2 separate regions of the Zea mays genome follow, and region 2 is linked to region 1. Evidence: chromatin contacts called from public Hi-C data. All regions are on one chromosome and are shown on one strand. Each heading gives the region's core, a stretch centred on a gene start, on an enhancer-like site or on the middle of the called end of the contact. The rest is flanking DNA. Distances are from core to core; before and after follow the strand shown.

What was found. A called contact is a pair of places that touch in the nucleus more often than the background predicts.
Region 2: a contact with region 1 is called in a Hi-C map of ear, with 2.9 times the contacts expected there. The contact joins the promoter of LOC100283106 here to the promoter of LOC103651028 in region 1. A contact is called at or near these places in 6 of 25 Hi-C or Micro-C datasets (bundle sheath, ear, endosperm and 2 more).

Annotation. Positions count from the first base shown.
Region 1 is chr3:186,199,564-186,204,637 of Zm-B73-REFERENCE-NAM-5.0, reverse strand. LOC103651028 (heat shock 70 kDa protein-like) reads left to right here and starts at 2,002. Exons shown (of 2, transcript XM_008676621.2): 1 at 2,002-2,524; 2 at 3,765-5,074. The coding sequence starts at 2,314.
Region 2 is chr3:186,541,284-186,546,531 of Zm-B73-REFERENCE-NAM-5.0, reverse strand. It overlaps LOC100283106 (ubiquitin-conjugating enzyme E2 7), which reads right to left and starts at 1,809. Exons shown (of 6, transcript NM_001156008.1): 1 at 1,618-1,809; 2 at 1,404-1,506. The coding sequence starts at 1,669.

The sequences.
Region 1 (5,074 bases), core at 753-3,252:
GTTAGCTGCTAAAATTAGCTGAAAACATGTAAACAATATAATTAATATTTTAGCTATTAGCTACTTTTAGCAAATTAATAAATAGTTAGTTATCTAATTCCACTAGTAACTTTTTAACCAACTAACTGTTAGCTCTAATGATTCAAACACTCTCTACAACTGTCTATAACAATGTCGCCTAAATTTTATCCTTTAAAATAATATTCTCTGTCCATTATAACATACTTTAAAAGATTCTAGCATCTATATTTTTATCATCTCTAGCAATGTCTCCCTAAATTCGGTCCCCGATATCAGTGATATGAGTGCCAGATTCAGCGGCGTCCCCTAAAACATAGTTTCTTTATCGGTCGGTTCAAAAACAATTGCTCATTTCTTCTTCTCAGTCATTTCCTCGAACTGCATCTTGTGTTGCCTCTCTGCCACCTAGCAATAGCATCGCTTCTATCACCACAGAGTTTGATCATCGCTTTAATGAGCTATCTCAAGAGTTGCTTGTGTGTTTTTCTTGTCTTGACCCAAGAGATTCGTTCTCTAAGTTTAATGTGGATAAGCTTGCTCGGCTCGCGGATATTTATTATGATGATTTTTCTTTTGATGATTGCAAGACTATAAGAGATTAGCTAAAAACTTTTATTATTCATGTACAAAGAATTGAAGAGTTCAAAACTTGTTGTGATCTTGCTAGTCTATCAAAGACAACGGTTCAGCTTGAGAGGCATATTGTGTTTTCACTGGTATATCGACTTATTGAGTTAGCATTGTTGCTACCGGTGGCGACTGCAACAGTGGAAAGGGTCTCCTCGGCTATGAAGATTATTAAGACTAAGTTGCGCAACAAGATGTCCGATGGTTGGTTAAATGACTTGATGGTGTGCTACATTGAAAGAGAAATTTTTAAATGACTCGACCTTCAGAAAATCAAGAAGACATTTCAAAATAAAAAAAACTAGACAAATGCAATTGTCCAGATCTCCTACAACTAGACTCAACTAAAGGTATATTCTTATTTCACTTGTTCAACAATTTTTACTTCAATTTGCCATTGATAACTCATTTTTTTCTTTTTTTCCCATATTTTATTCGTTATATGGCATTTGGTTGTAAATAGATTGTAACCAAGATTACTATTAAATAAGATATTTTTCAACATCTATTACTTATTTTATAGCTACAAGTTATTTTAAACTATGTCATAAATTTTTAGTCTTTGTTGCGTTAATAACACCTAAATTTTCTGGCGTTCTCCGCCATCGGCGCCAGATCTCGACCACAGTGGAAGTCTGACTGTGGAAGCCTGGAAGCCTAAGAGCTTGTTCGTTAGCTCTCAATCCATGTGGATTAAGTGAGATTGGATGGATTTTAATCCCAAACAAGTCAAACTTCTTAAAAAAATTTTGCAATCTCATCCAATTCATGTGTATTGGGAATAACCGAACAAGGTCTAACTGTGGAAGCCTAATTTATTTTAAACTATGTCATAAATTTTCTGGCGTCGAGCCATCGCCTAGAACAGTAGAACACAGTGGAAGCCTGGAAGCCACCAGGAATTCTATCACGCGCCCAAAGAGGCAAAGCCCGGAGCGGCTCCCAGGCCTATAGATGTCCAATAAGCACGAGGCCCGCGAGCCCGGCACAGCCCGGTTATATGTGGGCCCGGGCCGGCCCGACACGAATAAGCGGGCCGGGCTCGGATAGGAAATTAGGCACGGTGGGCTAGCCCGGCACGGCCCGTTTAGCTCTAAGCCCGTTAAGCCCGCTTTTTTTACACTAAAACGTGTTTTTCGGCCCGCATAGCCCGCTTTTCGGCCCGCTTTTTTCGTGCTAAACGGGCCGACCCGGCACGTTTAGGCCCGTTCGGGCCGGGCTCAGACAAGAAATTGAGCCCGCGTGCTTAGCCGGCCCGGCCCGGTTTTTTAATCGTGCCTGGCGGACCGGGCCAGGCGGCCCGTTTGGACATCTCTACCCAGCCCCAGGTGTCCGCGCCGAGGCGCCCCAGCCGGGGCCAACGTGTTCCCACTTGTCACGCCGCTATTAGCCTGTCTCCCGAACCGCACCATCCAGACCCTTCCGGAACGCCCCTCCGATCTGAATTCAACGGTAGGTCTCCGCCGCGCTCGAACGTTCCCGAAACCACGTCCACACCACGATAAAAACCCACGCGCTGCCTCCTCCCTTCCTCAACTTCAACTATCATTGCAAAAGCAAAGCACGCAATCCAATTTCCCTCCATTTCTCTAGATCTCGAGTTGCTCTGCTACTTCTTTTAGATTCCTTCTTTCGTTCGGGAGAGCGATTCTCTAGCTGGTGGCAATGGCGAAGGGCGAGGGTCCGGCGATCGGGATCGATCTCGGCACCACCTACTCGTGCGTCGGCGTGTGGCAGCACGACCGGGTGGAGATCATCGCCAACGACCAGGGCAACCGCACCACGCCGTCCTATGTCGCCTTCACCGACACCGAGCGGCTCATCGGCGACGCCGCCAAGAACCAGGTGGCCATGAACCCCACCAACACCGTCTTCGGTACGTGCTCACTCCTAGCTCTGACTTGCTGGTGCCACTGCCATGTTTCTCTCAATGCTTAGAGCCTCTAGTATGCGCGAACTGCCATGTTTCTCTCAATGCTTAGAGCCTCTAGTATGCGCGAGTGCTTAAGTTGGATCAATGGATGTACAGTTTAAATTCTGAAATCGTGCTCTCTATATGCTGAATAATTACCGTGCTCTGTAGTAACAGACAAAGGAACATGTACTCAAAGATGGAATCTACTCAAAAAATATGAGCAGCGTGTAATTTGGTCTTGTTGGTAAATATAATTTGGTCTTAGTGGTACTTATGCTCCTGTTGTTGTTATAGGACGCTTATTCAGAAGTTTGCTGTTAAATTCGCGATAGGGATGCATACTATAGGTGGATAGTATAGTTGGTTAGTCTGCGTAGCTTACTATGTGTCAAAATTAGATACTCCTAATTTCTCCTTCGTGTTTGTTTGCTATTAAATTGTTACTGTCTGAATAAATACATCTAATAACTGACATGATTTTGATGGTTATCTCTGCTCGTTGGCTGTTGCAAAACTAAGTGTGCCCTTGTTGTAAATTCTTGTTGTCCGAAGAAATATAACTGACAGCATTTGATGCATTGCGCTGCTCATTTGTTGTGATAATAAGTATCTGATAGTATTTTGATGCATTGCCCTGCTCATTTTTTGTGATAAAATAAAGAAGAAAGAGTTTCCTTTTTGCTCTGCTTGCCTTCTTTTAGTATGTGCCAACTGATAACGTATTGGCATCAGGGTTCATTTTATCAATATTGTATGGGAGGTTGGCGATAAACAGGATTATCAGACCTATTGGTGGCAAATTTTTTCGTTACAAATTTAAATTTAAAGAAAATGACTCAGTTTGTTTAAATATCATCTAGATTATATTTAGACACAACCAATTAAGTATAGAGAAAAAATTTAGGGTTTTAGTATACTAGGAGAGCATAAGAAGACATATAGACCAACTGACTTCTAATTTAAACATTTGACAGTGCCAATTCAAAAAATTTGAAAATTTCGGCTGACAAAGAAAAAATATCCGGGCTCACCGATAAACATAAACAGGAAAATTGGGTTTATTGATACGTGCTTGTTTTTACATATTGTAGCTCCCCCTATTTTTTGCTATAATGCCCACAATAAGTATCTTGCTCTATGCCTTCTACCTAGTGCTGACCGCTGTTACTCACACATCTTTGTTCATTTCATTGTACTGCAGATGCCAAGCGGTTGATCGGCAGGAGGTTCTCTGACCCGTCAGTGCAGAGTGACATGAAGCTATGGCCGTTCAAGGTCATCCCTGGCCCTGGTGACAAGCCTATGATTGTAGTCTCCTACAAGGGTGAGGAGAAGCAGTTCGCTGCTGAAGAGATCTCCTCCATGGTGCTCATCAAGATGAAGGAGATTGCTGAAGCCTACCTCGGCTCTACTATCAAGAATGCAGTGGTGACAGTGCCGGCCTACTTCAACGACTCGCAGAGGCAAGCCACCAAGGACGCCGGTGTCATTGCGGGCCTCAATGTGATGCGTATCATCAACGAGCCCACTGCTGCTGCTATTGCCTACGGTCTTGACAAGAAGGCGAGCAGCTCTGGCGAGAAGAACGTGCTCATCTTCGACCTTGGTGGTGGCACGTTTGACGTGTCGCTCCTCACCATCGAGGAGGGCATCTTCGAGGTGAAGGCCACTGCGGGTGACACTCACCTTGGAGGCGAGGATTTCGACAATCGCATGGTGAACCACTTCGTCCAAGAGTTCAAGCGCAAGCATAAGAAGGACATCAGCGGCAACCCTCGTGCACTGCGCCGGCTGCGCACGGCGTGCGAGCGCGCCAAGCGCACGCTGTCATCGACCGCCCAGACGACCATTGAGATCGACTCCTTGTTCGAGGGCATCGACTTCTACTCTACAATCACCAGGGCTCGCTTTGAGGAGCTCAACATGGACTTGTTCCGCAAGTGCATGGAACCTGTGGAGAAGTGCCTGCGCGACGCCAAGATGGACAAGAGCAGCGTGCACGACGTCGTGCTCGTCGGTGGCTCCACCCGCATTCCCAAGGTGCAGCAGCTGCTGCAGGATTTCTTCAACGGCAAAGAACTCTGCAAGAGCATCAACCCCGACGAGGCTGTGGCGTACGGCGCGGCTGTACAGGCCGCCATCCTCAGTGGCGAGGGCAACGAGAAGGTGCAGGACCTGCTCCTACTCGACGTCACGCCACTGTCTCTCGGCCTGGAGACTGCAGGTGGCGTCATGACGGTGCTTATCCCGAGGAACACCACAATCCCGACCAAGAAGGAGCAGGTCTTCTCGACGTACTCCGACAATCAGCCGGGCGTCCTGATACAGGTGTACGAGGGTGAGCGCGCGAGGACCAAGGACAACAACCTCCTCGGCAAGTTCGAGCTCTCGGGCATCCCTCCTGCTCCCCGCGGCGTGCCCCAGATCACCGTCACCTTCGACATCGACGCCAATGGCATCCTCAACGTCTCTGCTGAGGACAAGACCACCGGCCAGAAGAACAAGATCACG
Region 2 (5,248 bases), core at 560-3,059, 340 kb before region 1:
CTCTAGGTTGTACTAAGAGGCATTTATAATAATCATGGTACCTTTTAAACCTGACTTTTCTGTCAACAAGAACTAAACGTAACCAAATTGAACTAGCATGTCAACATCAGAAATGTTCAATTTTATGTAACCAATTGTAAATATGCAATACCCAGAGAAAAAACTGACATAAAAAATGAAAGAGGCACACTACTTGTGATTATGTAGTTAAATTTACCATAAAAAAACCCAAGCTGCTTTGCTACTTGCCACACTTCAGCTAGTGGCAGGCTATTCAAGTGACTTCCTGAGTTCCTAGTGTGCTACACTGCTACATGCTCTCTCAATACAAACCAACCCATCTTTATGAATAAGATAACAGTTATCAAACACAGCGGGCATTTACAAATCATATACAGTGAACTCATGTACCCGAACTAGTGTTCTTTCAAATTTATCAGTATCAGATTATCAGTGACCCCCAATGTTGTTTTCGTATCATCATCATCAACATAGCCTTTTAGTCCCAAGCAAGTTGGGGTATGCGTACTCCAAAAAAAATTAGAATGCATAATTACAGCATACAGTGACCATTCTAATTCACAATGTATTTCAGTAATAAGCAGTACAAGAATTCACATGGGCATTAGGATGCATGTATTTCATCTCTACCTACAATCAAATTCCAAACCTGCCGAGAAAGGCAGTGTCTGCTATTAAAATTCTGCCCATGCACCAATCAGGTTGACAAAATTAAGGTGACTCTACTTGGGCCAAGTAGCACAAATTCTTTCTATATTACATTATAGAAACGAGAAATTGTCGCAACTATCTGCTACAAACTCCAAAACATACATACAGTCTCATTTCATAACATGATGATGCAGAACCTATTCTAAACAACTACGAGATTTGAGACAGTCACCAGCAGCATACCTATGGTGCCTATCTTACCCAATCTTTCAATATAAATCCCATTCACAGTATACACAGTTAATCGCTGAACTCAGATTAACAATTCCCTAGGCCCTGATAAGCACTTGAAGATCCCGATTCTAAACATTGATATAGTTATGAACATATTCCTAAAAACAGCACTATTAGCGGATTAACAGAGCAGCCAACGCACCTAGAACCAAACAAACTCGATGGAACTAGGCACCTGACGTGTTGCCAAGTTGATATACTACTAGGAGTACCTACCCGCTACAACAATCAAGAATCAACAAGCAAAGAAAATTCCGCCCCGCACTAGCCTCCACTAGAAATCAATCCCGTATAGTAAGATTTTCAAACGCTGCTTTCGGTCCACAATAACACACAAACACCATCATAGTCCATAGGACATGGCACAGACACAACAAACAAGCAATTCATTTCGACAAGGCACGGAAGAACGCGTGAAGTGGTGGGATCCAACTCACTATAGGGTATCGGGCGGGCCGATGATGGTGACCTGCCACTCGAATACGTTACTATCGTCGACCAGCCCAGCCGAGAACCCATCCACCGGGTGCTTGGCGAGATCTGCGTCAATCACCATACCACAAACCAACCCAAAGTCAGTCAGCCAAATAATCCGCAAAAAGGAAAAAAATCGAGCGGAAACAGATGCACGGGAACTCCGGCGGGCCGCACCTCTGAGCTGCTTCTGCAGGAGGAGGCTCGCCTGGCTGGTGGTGGCCGCCATGACAAGGATCGGTGGATGGGCTAGGGTTTTGCGTCGCGCGGAATGAATCGCGCTCTCGGGACGCGGTGACGCGAATTGATGGGCACCGCGGGCGCCTTATTTATAGACGTGAGGTGTGGAGCTCGGGAAAGATGGGAATCAGGCGGAGGCGAGCGCCGAGCGGTGTGGCGAAGATCGAAACGGTGGCTGTTGACTGGTACTCTGGTAGGGTGCCTTTGCCTGCTAATGCACCGCTCCCGAATGATAAGATCGATTTGAGCATATTAACCAAAGTTTATCTACATACATTGTTTTCATTTTCGGTATCTATATCTCTATCCCTGCTATAATAAAGTATCAGTTTCAACCGTCATTTTTCTTCAACTATTTATAAATAATCTCTCACATCTATTTTAAATTAACCCGCTACAAGTCTGTCCTCTCCGTGTAACCAACATCCACGTTCCAAACTACACCTCCGCATAGTAAACAGGCGGCCCGCCATAGGCCCGCTAGGCCCGACGCACGCGAGCCGCAGCTCCAGTACATCGGTCTGTTGACCGTGTCGAGCCGGCCCGTTAGTTCGTCGGTCCGTTTGGTTAAATCGGCGTAAAATATAAAAATGATCCAAGAGGTGAGGTTTAAATCCACGTCGTGATGGGAGAAGGGAAGACACTAGGTGAAGCCATCTAACTAGTAGAACATTATGCTAAGATGTTTTTAATATTAAATATAAATTATACATATGTATATACGATTTTTTGTAAAATAAAAATATATAATCGTGTCGGGCCGGGCCAGCACTACGAGTCGAGGCAACGGCCCAAGCACGTTACGTCGCTCATGTCGGGCTGGCCCAGACACTATTAAATAGGTCGTGCCCCAGGCCGGCCCGCCAGACACGACCCATTCGTCCATCTATACCTCCGCACGATAATAATGATATTCATCTCAGTTGTCGCCATCTCGTCCGACATTCTATTTATTTTCTCTCTCCCCTCATGTATCCGCCTCCGCGCCACTTCATTCTCGGCAGAGGGCGTGAGAGCAGGCGCCTCCTCCCCATATTCGTCCTACATCAGCCCCGACACCGACCTTCGCAGTGGCTATTACACGTCCACGAGGACGTTTCACAGCATGTGTGTACCATCGTTTTCGCTGTCGTCGGACGTCCCGTTCGTTTTCTCGGTCCTCGCCCTGTTCTTCCTCACCAACCTGCTGCCCCCGCCCACGGTCGCAGCCACGAGCCAACCGACGCTTATCGACGCGGGTACAGGCGAGTCGATCTTGCTCCTAGCCTTTTTTCCCATACATGCCGCCAAGGAGGACACGGTGGCGCCTACCACGCTTAGGTTATCTTAGCGGTGAGGAGTCCAGGTCTGAGATATTGGACAACCAAAACCCGTAGCGCAGCAGCAGTCGACATATGCTACGGAGTTGGTGGTGTTGTTGTGTTGCCTCGGCGGTTTTAGGGCTGGGAAGGCACTCGCATCCTCTCGCCCTTCTCGGACTGACGCCTGGTGCGGGAGCCTCTCGGTTTCGAGCTGCTCCGGATGGGCTTCTTTCTCCGCTTGTGTGCTCTCTCCCTATATGTATCTAGCGGTATACTACATATGTCGCCTCCAGATGCCTAGTTCTTCGTCGTGTTCTTCTCCGGCAACGAATAGGTATGCTCGCATCTTCCCTTCCCTTCCTGCTCGATGGGGGGCTGATTTGATGCCTATGGTACTCGTTCGATGGCTCGGCATCGCCTATCTACATGGCATTTTTCTTATCATGGTGTCGACTCGGTATGCTTCTACCACTACTATGTACCTATCACCCATCCTTCTATCATTGCAAAAATTATTATGTTGTTTCTTTGTTGTTTTGGGTGTTAGTTTTTTTGTTATGCTAAGGACTGAACATAATTTGGGTGTGTTAATACTTTATTTATTGTCTGCACGTGGTTTGTGTTCTTCTGATGATGGCTCATGGATCCTACAAAATATGTGTTAGGATTTGGAGATCCATGTGGGCACTACCACATGGTGGTCGTCCCTCATGTTCTTGGTTCTTGCATGCATTAGGTCATTTCTGACACCACATTGGCACAATGGACTCCATGGTGTTTGAAGTTGTTGAATTGGATGGAGCAGCAAAGATTTGTCACGCTAATAGTAAAAGGAAAGGTTATTTATTGGTTTTTAAACGTTAGTAAGAATTGCTATGAAGTATCAAAATTTGTATGGAGCGCATCTTGTTTTTATTGATGTCTGACTTTAGCTACCACTCCATATTTTGATCTATCTTTTTTATAAGTTTGAAAGCATCTAGACCTCTGGTTGGTTTTATTGATTAATGACAACGTAATACTATATGTGACTAACGTGTGTTTTACAGAAACAAATGGTAAGTTAGTTCGCATTACAGGAAGATGTAATACAACGGTGAAAACAAACCCGGAGATAAGAACTTGAAGCGACGGCTAAAGCGACGAAACAAAAAGCGAAGGTCTTCGTATTCCGAGTGTCAAGGAGTTGCAGACACTCGTTATATAGTTAGGTCTTTTATTTTGTTTTAGCCATACTATAAAGAGGGGTTGTCGATGAGTAGTTTGACCAAGAGAGTTCTAGTGTAGTGTTGGTGCAAATTCACACTCACATATAGTGCTAGGTGTCACTCTAGAACATACTCACAAGTTAGAATGAAAACCGATTTGAAAATCAACAGAAAACAGAACTTATGGTTTCTGACTCTAGGGCACTAGACTGTCCGGTGCACCCTCTGTCAAGTGGGTCCAGGCTGGCCCGGGGAAGACGTTTACCCTGCGCAGAAACTCGAGAGCGCACAGTCTAGAAGTTGAATTATAGCGGCAAACCGGACTGTCCGGTGTGCCATCTGCCCAACGGCTAGCTGTCAGAACTAGCCGTTGGAGATGACCGTTGGCGCACTGGTGGCGCACCGGACTGTCCGGTGCACCCATGCGCAGTAGAATTCTGGTAACGGCTAGTTGGTGGGTGAGGGCTATTTATACCCCTTCCACCCACCATATTGATTGTCTTGCTGCTCACATTTACTCCTACACATTGGTAGAACATTGCAAGCACCACAAAGCCTAGTGAGGTGATTAGAGAATCTTAATCCCACATTTGAACCTCATTAGTGCTAGCGAGAGCCACCTAGAGCACACACCGCATGCATTAGGCTTCTCTTGGTCAAGTGATAGTCTACGGCTTGTTACTCTTGGTGATCGGCATCACCTAGACGACTTGGTGGCGTTGGGAGCTCGATGATCACCTTGGAGATATTGTTGTTGGCCCGACTCAAGATTGTAAGCGGTCGTGAGAGATCCACCGCGCCGGAGTGGCAAATGATCATCTCATAGTGAGCACTTAGTTCTTGCGAGGACCAAGGGGGAGCGATACCCTTGCACGGGTGCTCTAACGAGGACTAGGGGAGAGTGCCGACTCTTTGATACCTCAGGAAAAATTGGAGGAGTCTTCTAAACCTTGCTTTACATTCCGCACTTAATTCAAGCATTTTACATTGTGTATTTGTTTAGCAATTATTTGAAGTATTGTCTTAGCATTGTTGTATTTCTAGTATTATTCTCTTATT